2 separate regions of the Zea mays genome follow, and region 1 is linked to region 2. A link is a contact called in public Hi-C data. All regions are on one chromosome and are shown on one strand. The core of a region is the stretch at or near the end of the contact, and the rest is flanking DNA. Distances in the headings are between cores, read along the strand shown. Region 1 holds the start of LOC103648727 (subtilisin-like protease 4). Region 2 holds the start of LOC100191815.

Evidence for each region. A called contact is a pair of places that touch in the nucleus more often than the background predicts.
Region 1: a contact with region 2 is called in a Hi-C map of leaf, with 3 times the contacts expected there. The contact joins the promoter of LOC103648727 here to the promoter of LOC100191815 in region 2. A contact is called at or near these places in 3 of 25 Hi-C or Micro-C datasets (ear, leaf and tassel).

The regions. Positions count from the first base shown.
Region 1 is chr2:73,863,066-73,870,520 of Zm-B73-REFERENCE-NAM-5.0, forward strand. It overlaps LOC103648727 (subtilisin-like protease 4), which reads right to left and starts at 5,611. Exons shown (of 1, transcript XM_008673144.2): 1 at 3,341-5,611. The coding sequence starts at 5,611. The coding sequence ends at 3,341.
Region 2 is chr2:73,452,922-73,459,846 of Zm-B73-REFERENCE-NAM-5.0, forward strand. LOC100191815 reads right to left here and starts at 4,729. Exons shown (of 6, transcript NM_001137239.1): 1 at 4,442-4,729; 2 at 3,370-3,473; 3 at 2,591-2,704; 4 at 1,951-2,034; 5 at 1,426-1,555; 6 at 1,135-1,322. The coding sequence starts at 4,631. The coding sequence ends at 1,499.

The DNA of each region.
Region 1 (7,455 bases), core at 4,361-6,860, 410 kb after region 2:
TTCAAGGGACTAAATAGAAGAGCCAAAAGGTGAAGGAGGTGGACAATACTAGCTTCAAATTTTGGAATACAGGGATAGCCACAAATATAAATGGAGTAGGAGTTAAGAACGGTGTGGTGGATGTGAGAAGGCAAATAGATATAGTTATTTTAGTCAAGCTTGTTGTGGGTGATTTGGTCCTGAATATAATTAGCACATATGTCCCCCCAAATAGACCATGACGAAAGTGCTAGGCGAGACTTTAGTTGACATGGTTAGAGCTATACATATTAGTGAGAAGCACTTCATAGTGGTCACAATGGGCATGTAGGTACAATAAGTGCAGATTTCGAGGCGTTTTATGAAGGTTTTGGATATAGTAGTTGGAATTAGAAGAGAGAGGAAACCATAGACTTTGCAGTAGCTTTTAACATGTTGATATCCAACTCTTCCTTTGGGAAGAGAGAATCCCATTTAGTGACCTATAGTAATATCCAAAACTCTAGTCAGATTGATTTTTTTCTCTCACAAGGAAAGGGGATAAACCAGCATGTTTGGATTGGAATGTGATATCTAGGGAGTGTGTTGTCTTCTCAACATAAACTTGCGGTGACGGACTTTCATTTTAAGGTATGCAAGCCCATAGGGATAAACAAGCCAAGATTGTGAGAATAAAGTCGTAGAAACTAAAGTGGGAGACGTCAGAAGTCGCCAAGGGAAGGCTCGTCAAAGAGGGCACTTGGAAGGAAGGAGAGGACACAAACAACATGTTGGATAAGATGATAACCTGCATTCAAAAGGTGTCCTCATAGGTGTGTGTGGAGCAACCAAAGGTAGTGTAGGCGAAGTTAAATATATTCAATAACCTCCAAGTTAATAGAATTAATAGAGTATGCATACCAACAAGGTGCATCTTCTTTTTTGGAAGCCTATCTCGAAATAACCTCCAAGTTAAACGTGCTTGGCTTGGAGCAATTTGGAATGGGTGACCGACCGAGAAGTTTTCTCGTGTGCGCATGAGTGAGGACAAAGTGTGAACAAAAGACCTATGTTGGTCCGTGGGACGATATATGATCTTAGAGAGCTGCTAGGAGTAAGTACCGCCGTCCAGGGATTGGACGAGGTGTTACAACACAGGATTGTGTTAACTCCTTGAACGATCTCGTTGTGAATGGAGCTGACACCAGCACAAACTTCTGGTCGTCCGGGAGTGAGAGGGCACGCGGGAGTCAGAGGACGAGCGGGAGCTGGAATTTGCCTCGACGACAGGAGAGCATTTGGGCGCTATGAAGGAAAATGACGAGTCGTACGCACTAGCCAAAGATGCCTAGCGAAGGGATGTGTATAACAAGGCGGATGGAAAAGATAGGCAGAAAACGAGCCTGTTGGATGCAATTTTATCTCAACTTTTCTATTTTTTTACCGATTCTGATCAGTTTAGAGAGGTTGTTGGAGTTGCTCTTTAAGGATATAAACGAGCGATTATAAGTTTAGGAACCAACATGGCATATATAGATGAGAAAGTTTGAGAATCGTTGGTTCATGAGTTTAGGAAGCCGAATGACACCACCAAGGACGTACCGTCGGTGGACTTTGCTCACTAGTTATCGTGGAAAATTTTGAACGTGACACAAGATTAATTACGCACAAAACATTGCAATGGGCCGGGCTTTGTGGCAGCCATCCAATACCAACGGTTTGATCTCTAGATAATTCTACATGGTTTCCAGGTGATACGTCTCCGTTTGGGACTCTGCTCTGATTTTCAGCCTATTAAATACAAAGCGAACATACGTCTAGCAAAATAGATAAAGATTCGTTAATGCTTCGGTACTTTTGTGTAATCTTATTCTAGTCGACGTGAGAAAGAGCACAAAACAACACCGGTGTTTTTGAGTCTTGACATCTATTTACTTCTTTGTAATGACCAAAACAAAAAATGGAGGCCACATCAGTTTAGGGGGCCCTGTGCTTCTGCACAACTCGCACGTGCCCTTTGACGGGCCCAGCTACCAAAAGAGTGTTGCCGCCCGTTAGGAGTTTAGGACAACGCTGACGAATTGACGATGACCCTACGACTACAGATCTCACCTTCATGGCTTCTCTGCGCGAACGATTGCTTCACATAGGCGTGGACGTTCGTTGCTAAAGATCAACGATTTTCTCATCTGCTAAAGAAGGTACACCTGAGACCAGTGCCGGACGCACGACAAAATTCCAGTTAGGGCGATAACGTAGAAGACAAAATAATATACTAGACCATTTGATAAAAATAGTTCCATAATAATAATATGGAGATTAAATGACAATATGGGTAGTGTTCTAAAATAACATGAATATTGAACCTTCATTTTGGCCACCTAAAGGAGAGTTGGAGAGAACAAAGGGGCGAAATGGCGGGAATTAGACGTTAGGCGAAGCGGGCACATCAGCACGTCGGTGTGGAGAGTCAGCGACTCCACCACAAAATGACAACGGTGAGGCGATAATAGGCGTGGGATAGCGAGGGCAGGCGATGATGCGACGATAGATGGCGACGACGAGGCGAAAGGCGGTGGCAACAAGTGACAGCCATTGTCATGTTATGATGGCGCGACGGGACCCATGTGAGATAGTGAGAGCGGGTGGTGCTGTGATGCCAAGGTAGAATCTCACTAATAGTCTATCCATCCGCCGGTGCGGATTAAAAGGCAAAGAAGTTATACTGCGTGCAGGATCACGATGTGGCGACGAGCACCACGATTTGGATGGAGAGTGGGTTGAGTAGTGAAGCACCGAGAAAAAGTTAGATCAAAGTCTAATTTTCATTAAATTTAGTTCAAGCTACTATATAAAAGTTTATTTATTTTATTATATATCTAAGTTTATATAAAAGTTTATTTATTTTATTATATATCTAAGCATATGTATAAGAGTTTATAAAAATTAAGGTGAGGTATGTTTGGTTGTTGCCGACGTTCTCTCGTCCGCTGACAGACAGTCGTGGACAGCAGATGATCCTGTTCCAATCTCTTACTCTAAACCAAATAGTTTTATCTAAGTAGTCATTTATTCTGTTCGGTCCCGTCGTGGTTACCAAACACACTATAAAACTATTATGTATCCTAATTAGGAATTACTAGTGATCTGTTTCTTATTAGAATTGCTATTCGTCTAGGAGCATGGGTCTCGGCCAGTGCGAGTCCACCATTATATTAGTATAATTCAAACCGAAAAAAGAACAAACGTTTACCAACTGGCTGAAAAAAGAAACAAAAATGAAATAAAATTTGCACGAAGAACGAACAACCTTATTTGGATTTTTAGGTGGAAGTGGCAGGAGAGCAGGCAAGAACGTGAAATTCAGTTTCGAGTCTGCTGATCATTCAAATGTGATGGAGATGGGGCTTCTCACGGTGTGCTTTTCGGACACCCACCGAAGCGCGCCCTGAACTACCTTGGCGCCACCACTCTGCCCTCGCGGCACGGACACCGTGAAGCTCTGCTCCTGGTTCGCCTCCGTGAACCGCAGCGACCTCGGCTCGACGTGCAGCCCCACGCTCGACGGCAGGTCTACGTAGGGGTAGTACACAGCCTGCGCCTCGGCGACGTTCCTCACCGTCCGGTGCACCACCGCCACCGGATTGGCCGAGGAGTTCCACGCCTGCGGGAACACGACCGAGATGGAGGGGTAGTTCAACGCGTGGTCCGGGATCACCGCGACGGCCGAGCAGTCCACGGCGCGCCGCGCGATGATGGACACGTCCCGACTCGCGTAGACGCTGCAGAGAAAGCTGACGTAGTCTTCGGCGGCGATGTCGTAGACCAGGCCGGGGTCAACGGCCTTGACTGGATTCACGTGGCCGGCGCCCGTCGCGAAGAAGTCGGCTGGCAGAAGCTGCTCGTTCACTATCGGGTTTCCGGAGCGGTCGATGGGGTCGGCGGTTGTCACGATAGCGGACCTGATCGCCGCCGGCGACCAGTACGGGTGCTTGCTCTTGATCAGTGCCGCGACGCCGGCGAGGTGCGGTGCCGACATGGACGTGCCGGATTCGAAGTTGAAGGTCGGCCCGGGACTCACCGACGAGGATGGAGGGCCGACCTGGGTCGGCCACGCCGCGAGCACGCTCACGCCGGGGCCCGTGACGTCGGGTTTCAAGATGCCCGGATTGCGCTGGCTCGGCCCGCGCGAGGAGAAGGAAGTGATGGCCGGGGCCGGCGACGTGCCCAGAACCGTGCCCCGAAAGGAGATCTGCGCCGTCGGGTTCGCCGTGGAGCTGATGTACTTCTTGATCGCGACTCCGGCGACGTAGCTGACGTGCGAAGCCGGGAGGACGTGGGCGTCGGCGATTGTGCTGTAACCGTTGGAGAATTGGTTGGCCAATACCATGCCGATGCCTCCTGCTCGTTTCACCTCGGCACCTTTGTCAACCCTCCCGACGATATCGTCACGGTCACAGAGCACGATCTTGCCCCTGACATCGAAGCCGTCCAGCGACCCGTTGCCGCAGAACTGCGCGTCGGCTGTCGAGCTGTCTCCCGCGTAGACCAACGGGTAGAAGACGGCAGCCGAGATTTCTGGCTGGTACACCGACTCCCCGTCGAACGAGAGGCCGCTACCGAGACGCAACCGGGCACCGATCAAACGGTCCATGGTGCTCGCCGCGACGGTGAGCATCCAGGGCGCGTCGTTGAACAGCGTGCTGGCATTTGGGCCGCTGTTGCCGGCTGAGATGCTGACGAAGACACCCTGCTCCACGGCGCCGTACGTGCCAATCGCGAGGCTGTCTTGGTAGAACGGTGTGTTCGGCGAGGTGTCGCCCAGAGATATGGAGAGAACGTCACAGCCGTCGCCCACGGCCGCGTCGACGCCGGCGAGCATCTCGGCGCTGGTGCACTCGTCGCCGCACGAGTTGTACATGGCGACGTGAGCGCGGGGCGCTATCCCTGAGGCGGTGCCGCGACCCTGGCCGAGCACCTGGGCTCCATGCACGACCGCCCCCGCCGCGGTGCTCGACGTGTGGGTGCCGTGTCCGTCCTTGTCGAGCGGCGAGGCGTCGGACTGAAAAGACCGCGCGCCTATGAGTTTGTTGTTGCACGCCGAGCCGTTGAAGTCGCAGCGCCCTTTCCACTTTGCCGGCGGCGGCGGCATGCCGTCGCCGCTGTACGATGGGTGGTAGGGGAAGACACCGGTGTCGATCACGCAGATGATGACGCCGTCCCCGAATCCTGTAGCACTGTGGTTTGTGGCGCTCGCGCCCTCCTGTGGCGCCACGTCCAGCCCGAGGAACCGAGGCGTGTGCGTCGTCAGCAGCTCATAAGCCACGTTAGGCTGCGCCGCGAGGAAGCCTGGCATCACGGACACCTCGTCGAGCTCGCGCTGCGTCAGCCGGGCGGCAAAGCCGTTGGCGACGTGGTGGTAGGCGTGGAGAAGCCGGCCGTCGTCCGGAAGGAACGACCTGTACCACGACGTCCGGTCGTCTGGCGTGGCGAACACGTGCTTCTCCGGCGGCTGCACGTAGACGATGAACGTGCGGAGCTCATCATCGCCGGCGGTCCTTGTCAACTCCTCTGCAACGATCGAAGTAACAAGGAGAACACATGGAATGAGAACGCGGAGCCGCAAGGACAGCTTGAAGTAGAGGCTTTCCATTGCTGCCGTCTTGCTCTAATGTAGTTTGCGTGTGCATCCATGGCGTCCTTTTTATACAAGATCAAGATGCGTGTATTCACTAGCTCATTGTTAGAGACGGCTGTTCTTTTCGATCACCGTTCGTGTCTGAATTGGTTAAGCGTACAAGGCCGGCGATTTTGTTGGGAGATGCAGAAGCTAGCACTTGAACGGGAACCCTGAGGATAGTAGGAAATGTTTCCAAGGGCGGCAACACAGAGCCTACGATACGGACAAGCTTGGGATCTTGGGGAGCCGACAACAGGAAATCTCGACAAGAATACGTTTCTTGATCAGTATGTATGCACCAATTCGTGCATGTATCCACCCCTCTCTATGTTCTAAATAATTATTTAACGTTTTAACCAGCATAAGAACATATCACGCAACAGTAAAACTCATCTTTAATTAATTAAACACAAAAGTAATCTCCGCCACAACCATAAAATTCATCTTTAATTAAAACACAAAAATAGCCTTGCATACATGCAATTCTAAAAGACTACTGTCGTAGTTTTGTGCCGTCCACAAGTAGATTTGTACTACCTTCATTTTTTTATTTGATACATGATAGTTCAATTTTACACTAGCAAACGTCAAATAAAAAAGATAAGAGAGTAGATCACTAAGCGGCTTGTGGTGCCACTATCCCGATAGCCTTGCTTTTAGCAAGCCCGAGACGTGTATGATAGGGATAAGTAATAGACCAGATGGAAAGTGTATGTTAGGAAGAGCTTATCCCTTAAGTCCACATGACTATAGGTTATGGACTTGTTTTTAAGACCTCCAGGTATCTAGAAACAAGGCAACATAATAAGATCAAGGAGCACCTTTATCTTTAGGCCTATTCTTCTTCTAAAAGAAGAAGAATAACCTAGGGATGAAAGTGTGATGAAATAATACGGGAAATACAGATAGGGACAGTAAGTAAGACGTATTAATTACAGATACTAGATATGCAATGCAATCTTACAAACATTACTCACTTTCCTTGATATTTTCTATTATTCAAGCAGGAATTACATTAGTACCTTCGGATTTACAGGGCTTACAAGATGGAGAGAAGATCATGGCTTGTAGACAAAGATTACTCGTCCTTTCTTTGATCTCTAAAAAGATGCCCTAATGTATGGCACTATTCATCTATTTATAGTCACATGGTACAACTTTGATGAAATTATATTTCGCACCCTTAAGCCTATACATTTGAGCTACATGACATGTCATGGATAAAAGTGTCCTTTCCTTCTATCATTTTTGCGTGCAGGCCCGAAGGACTTGCTTCGTCTTCGTCACATTTTGTCTTTAGCAGATTCATCTGAAGGTACTTCTGGCAGGAGTACCTGCAATTCTTAAAGATGCGCCATGAAACAATCATTGTCTTGGTGTTTTGGGGACCTTCGGAAGAAGAAGGCCCCCAACAGTAGCCCCCTCGTGGTATTAGTTCATTTCTTCGCAACAAGCTCAGGCCGCGAAATGAACGAAGGCCATGTGTCAAAGGTCCGAAAAATACCTTCCCTGAGCTTCGTTAGCAAAAACATGACAAGTTCTTCGTAAAAATTCTGAAATGCGGACCCCTCTTACAGCGGTAGATTAAAAAAACCTTTTTGAACTTTGTTTTCCCACGCTTATCATGGTTGTTGCGTATAAAATGGTTTGAAGACCTACATACATTATTTGCATTATTCGCTTGTTTTTACTCAAATAGCTCATGTTTGCCACAACCCTAAAGAATAATTTTTGTAGCTTTGCCCGCACGACTTTAGTTTCTTTTCTATTCCTGCGTAATGGCTGGTGAGAGCAGGAGCGAAGAAGCTGCCATTGCT
Region 2 (6,925 bases), core at 3,479-5,978:
GAAAGAAAAAAAATCAGCACACAGTGTAAAGAAATTGATGTTAACTATGTTGCACGCGGTGTAAAAAAGTCGACATTAATTATGTTTGGGGAGTGTCTATCGAGTTTCCAAATCTAAAAAGTAAATAAGGTTGAATAGCACGTGACTACATTTAACAACTCTATTTGGAGAATTATTGGAGAAGCATTTTTTTGTTCACTTTTAAAATTTAAGATTTAGAGTCTGTTTGAATCCATAGTGATTATGTTTAGCCCTACACTTTAGCTAAACTTTAGCATTTGAAGGTCCAAACATGAGTTCTAAACTTTAGCACCCAATAATAATTTAGCTTTTCAAGGTGTGATAAACGTTAGCGCACATGGGATCTAAACAAGCCTTTAGGGAGTTACTTATGCCATTTCCAGTAGATCCCCTATCTATACCTATCTCATCACATATTTTAAACTTCACTCTGCAAACAGTGTCATTTATAGTACAATGTCTCATATTTTACACGATCCACCGAAGATAATATTAAAGAACTAGTAGATGGTACCTTTTAGTAGGCTTTTAAGGTAGGAAGAGCAACTCCAAGAGACTAACCAAATGACTCGTCAAGCTAAATTGTTTATTTAACAATAAAATAACTCTCCAACAGTCTAACCATCCAACTCCCTAAGCTATCTGGCTCTCCAAATTGGTCCTCTCTCTAGCCAAACTTAGCTACCCACTCTGACTAGCTAAACTAATTTGTCTGTTAGAAAGTCTGTTCGAATAAGATACTATATATAGGGTTTAATCTTTATAGAGAGGTAAATAAAGAGTCAAATAGAGAGTAAAAAATAGTCTCTTGGAATTGAAGACACACATCGATAATTTAGGAGCACTTATACTACTATTCATACTGTTTATAAAATAGTAAAACACATGTAATATGAAACACTAACATACATCTTTAACATACTCCATCCGTCCCATAATAAACAAGTTCCTAGAAATTTTCAGATATATTAGGAACGTTGGCAAAAGAAGCTGTATCCTTATCTCCTTTCCTTTTGTAGAGGATATCTCTTGGATTTGACAGTTATTGCTTGCAAGCACCTATGATTAACTTCCATATTAGGAGACAATCTTTCATATTTGTGTAAAATATTATTTATTTTAGGACAAACTGTGAACCTTTGAATCTTATTCATTATAGAAGAAAGGGAATACATAGTAGCTATATACGCCCCCTGCACTAAATAACGTAGCTGGACCCAACATATTGTTTTGTAGTAGAGAAGCTTCAATTTGGGCTTGAATGGCACATAAAAGTCATTGGAATTCACCGGAGGTCCAGCCTGCATCTCCAACAATGAAGGGAAATTTGGCATCACAAGGGGCCTAATAGAAATCAAGCAATCTACAGTGTTTCCATTTGATTTGATTTGATTTGGTACTTACAAATATGGCGAAAATGCATCGTAGGATACAACATGGAATGGACTAGGGAACATCCAGGACATGAAATTGCACTTCATAAGAAGTATTTCATCCTGTTATCTCTTCTCATGGCACGATACACAGCTTGGACCTGAAAAGCAGCAGGCAGAACTTCAATAAAAGGGGTAACCTTTATATCTACTCCCTCCGTCCCATAATAAATAAGTTTCTAGAAATTTTCGGACATATTAAGAACATTGGCAAAAGACGCATGCATCCTCATCTCCTTTTCTTTCCTGGAGGAATTTTCTTGGATTTGGCAGTTATCGTCTGCATGCACCTATGATTAGCTTCTGCATTAGGAAACAGTGTTCTATGTTTGTGTAAAATATTATTTATTTTAGGACAAATTATGAACCTTCGACTCTTATTTATTATGGGACAGGGGGTGTACAAAAATGAAATGAACACAAAAAAAAAAACAAACTCAGAAAATAGGCATATTTTTTCTGGTAAAGACATTTGAATAAAGGAGAAACTTGTCACCTGCTCACTAGAAACAACACGAATTGGCCCAATGTTTACAGAAACATATTTCCCTCTTGAAGATAATTTCTGAGATACCCGGCCCTGTTCAAGATACATATGAATAGCAGTGAAACAAATCAAGAGAATGATTGTGAAAAGGAACTGAAAGAATTCATTCTATTTGCTGCAGGCTGTACTTATACAGGCATGAGTTACATGCAAGGGAAGAATTAAAATCCTAGAATGTCCTCTAATCAAGCCTAACCAATACGATGCTACAAATGTAGATTCAGATATGATCTGCTATTAAGGCCAGTAATGACTGAGATTGGAGGGTCAGTAATGGCCGTGAGATTGCCTTTCTAACAGATACAACTACAATCTAACATTGGAATGTCTCTTGGCACAGCTTTTTCCTTCATATCTTCACATAGGAAAGCAAAGTTTCACGAAAGTATTAGTCCTACTGCCATCTAAGAAGCATAAACAACAAATAATTGAAGTGCAAATGATTAGTGTACAGAGTCTACTGAACTTATTAGCGCACAAACCATTTCACGGAAGTATTGGCTCCGCGCAAAGCACTAGCAGTCTAATCACATCTTCTTGTTGATAACTACATGGTTTACAAATAATTATAAGAATGATAAAAACTAACCTTGGGAATTGATTCTTGAAGAACAGATTCAACAGCAACTACCATTGACTGGACAAAATCATCACCTCCAGTGCCAATTGCTGTAAATCCTCTATCTGTGGGGTAGGAATTTACCTGTGAAGCAAAACAGCATAGCTAGTGAGCAATGCCTAAAAAATATAGACTCTACAACTTTTAGGGTTCATTCTAACTTTTAATTGCTATCGACATGCCTGAACCTTGACTTGTGGCTTCTGTGGGATTTCAACTCTAGCCTACCCCAACTTGTTTGGGACTAAAAGGCTTTGTTGTTGTCTGTTGTTGTATTCCAGTTTTTAATTCAAAAAGAATATAGCAGAGATGCACTTTGTTGCACACAAACTGATCAGCAGTAATAATATGATAAAAGGATAGCAAAAATGAAAGGCAGCATGAGATGTTCATGTTCTCAATCACTATTGAGTTTCCCGAAAAAGGTTGAAGGCCATTGATGGTGTAAAATATTGTATCCATAACATACAAAGAATACCACAAATGAGCGTCACAAAGTTAAAAGTCATTCAATTTAGCTTCCCATGACCTACCATTTCCCCAAAACAGAACATGTGATAAATCCTACCTTAATGTTAACAAGCTACTGCTTCCAGAAGAAATATTAGTACAAACAAGAGCTTTTTCAATATATAAAGGACTCTCATTGCATCAGCATTTCTCAAAATTTAGGAGTCACTATTTCGTAGAGTGCCCATTGTAAGTCTATCTTTAGGTAAGTTGTAAAGAAGATGGACAATGAGACACACCTTCTGATCCAGAACAAGCCATTCATCACTTGCATCGTCAGTCACAGTACCACCCATGACCATATTTGTTGTGAGTGCAACCCTTCCTTTAGACCTTGCTATCTCTGGTTTCAGAAAAATAAAAGCCAGTATGAAGTAGAGCATGGAATAAACCCTAGAAGAACTTTTGGCTCAGTGTAAACATGAATCCTTCCATCATGAACACCAGTGTTTTAAAGGCGTCGCCTAGGCGTCCAGACGCTCAAGCAATCTGAGGCGCCTTGCTCGCCTAGGCGTCGCCTAGGCGGCGCCCAGGCGGTGGCCAATTTCTTGTCTCGCCGTACCGCCTTAAGAACCATGATGAACACAAATTTCATGAATGGTGAAGTAGGCATTAGAGCATGGAATAAACCCTAGCAAAACTTTTGGCTCAGTGGAAACATGAAGCCTTCCATCATGAACACAAATTTCATGAATTTGGCAAAGTAGGCACAAACCATACATAGTCCTGCAAGGAGATATGTCACTTTACATCGTTATCATGTTTGTTTTAGATTCTGATTGTGGATTGTACCTTTTACTATCTCAAGCTACAACAATCCACAGGCCAGGTTGCTACAACCCAACAATCTGTGGCGGCAGCTAGTAGATCGTTATGATTCACAAGCTGCTTTTCACAATTTACAAGCTGAAACATGCAGGGCCTTGCATTGACCAATACACCAATTCATCTATGCTATTGAGCGGTTCTATGCTGAGGATTATCCTGATTACCCTATTACACAGTAATATGCAAAGTAAAAATGAATGCGACACTAAAGAACTGTAGCCGAAATTGCGTTGGATAAATCAACCAAGCCATGGAATCATCGCATTTTACTGCTAATTCCAAGCCAAACCAACGGTAAATTACATATCCGAAGTAACCCTCGAACCCATCCATCGCAATAAACCAGCGATTTGGTAGCCCGATGTCTAAAACTATATTATATCCGAGCAAGAAACGACTGAAGCGACTAGCTGAAGCTGCGAATAAGCAAGACGGAATAACTCGTACTAACAAGCAGTGGGGAAGTGGGGTATGACGACTCACTGGATATGGCCTCGAGCACAGCTTCTTGCGGCGGCTGCCCGGGCTCCCCGCCCCCGCCGCCGGAGCAGCAGCGGAGGTGCGGACGGCGGCCACCGCGGGACGCTCTCCAAACAGGTGGCGCCGCGGCCGGGAGGCGGTGTAGCGGGTCGGGGAGGAGCAGGGAGCGGAGGGCAAGTGCGCGGCACGCCATCGCCGCTCCGTCCGTCGTCGTCCTCTTCTTCCGGTCGCCGCGGCCACGAGATTTCGTGGGATTTTTCTCGGTTCGCGTCGGTCTGCTGGATTTCGTTTGCGTGGAGGGCCGACGAGCCGTTATTTCCCCCCCTCTTTTCCCTTCTTTTTTTCCCTATACAATCTTCGGTTCTGCCACCAACAGCTTCACAAGCTGTTAGAAGCTGTATTTTAATCGAACACTAATTTTTAAAAATTAAAAAAACCACGAGTGAAATTCTTTTACGCTCTCAGACAAAAATAGACACTGATATGAAACTGAAAAGTAGCTTTCCACCGTTCTTTACCTCATTTCTTTTAGGCATGCAATGCAACAAGCCATTATAAAGATGTTTTTGTCAAATAACTGTTTCGAAATAGCCTAACTTCACCAAAAAGATGTTTTTGAACTAAACTAAATAGAGCTTTCGTTGTTTGATGCTAGATAGCTCAAGGCTTTTCCCCTTATGTTAAGATTTGAGGGTGAAGGAAGGACGAGTCAGAAATCACATATACAATAAATTGTAGGCAAACTGGCTTATACAGAAGTGGCATCTTATAGTGTGTTTGATTGAATATACAAGGAGAGATGGAAGGAGGCCAGCCATATTTTTTTCCATGATGTTTGGATAAGGGTCACATGAGAGCGTGAACACCGGAGCAATTTTTCCTGACGGCGCGGTCCCAAAAAAACGTGTGACCAAAAAAGAGCTCTTGCGTTGCCTCCCAACTTTATCCTTACCCTACCCCCTCTCATCATTTATCTTGGTGACGGATCTTGGCGGCCGGGAGCCAATGCACGTGGCCGCCATCGTGAGGGTGAGCATAAGCACAAGCGCAGGCGAAGGCGAGCGTCCAGGCGAGCGGCCGACCAAGTGCACATCACCGGCTTGTCGGCTGCCTTCCGGGTACGTGCCACCTGCCTGTGATCTTGCATGGGTTTCGATGCGTGTCACCTTCCTGAAATTTGGTTCCGATATGTGTTTCAGGAACTCCAACCACCGGACCAGCATCGGAACGTCTAAGAACAATCTCCCTGGCACCAGCACAAGAACATCCAAGAACAAGTATGCCCCAATGTAATCCTTATCGTTGTGCTACTAGATCTGGTCATTTTTGCTTCGGTGACAATGGTTATCATTGATTTGTGCCATACTTGGTTTCTTTGATGCTATATGTGGTGCTATTAGAACTGACTCGGGTTGCCTGATGCTACTTGGTTTGTGCCCTAATGTGAAGATAATTGCTAAATGTAAATTAAAAAAGAAATGTTGATAGAATGAATGCCACCTTTTGGTTCGACAAAATCAAACTGATGGCTACTTTTTTGCTGTTCAAATGACTACTTTATGTGTTATGGTTATTTTGTTGTTCAAATGGCTACTTTATGTGTTGTGGTTCTCCTACCAGTTAATTTTATGTGATGTTAACCTACCGGTTATTTTTTCTAATCATTCAAATCTCTTACTAGTATTGTTCTATGCATAATCAGTAACCTAGTAAGAACTAGAGCATAGCCTAGTAGCCTGGTACATTGGACTTTAATCTTGCTGATGTGTTGTAGATGGACAAGGCGACCTAGCTTTTGATTTATGGTGTTGCAGCACACGTGTTGCTGTCCATGATGGCCATGGTTATCGAGTCCAGGAAAAGAAAAAGAGATGGTAGAAGAGTCAGTATTACTTATGGGCCAATGGAGGAAAGGGATAGGATGAGACTTGATTATATTAACACTAAAATATGGATGAGTGATCAACATGTGTGAACATGCTTAGACTTAGTAGATCTACTTTCTTTCGCTTTTGCAAGGGTTTTAGAGATCGGGGTTTACTTGAAGATACAATACACATGTGTGTTGAGGAACAAGTGGCCATGTTTTTGAACACAGTGGGACACAACCTTAGGAATAGGTTGGTGGGAACAAATTATGGTAGATCCGGTGAGACTATGAGCCGTTACTTCAACAAAGTGCTTCATCCTATAGGAGAGCTACAAGCTGAACTTATTAGGCTACCATCATTGGAGACTCCATTCAAAATAGCAGGAAATCCAAGATGGGATCCCTACTTTAAGGTGTGATGTTCATCTATCTAATATTCTACTTCAAGAACTTTCACTATTTAAACCCATAAGGCCCTTAATTGTATTTTGGCTTGTATTGGATAAACATATGATTGCATTGGAGCTATTTGTGGCGGAACCATCCGAATTATTCCAGCTTAAGTGCCCGAGTCACGCCTTGGAGGCAGCAACACACTTAAATCGGAATAACCCGTC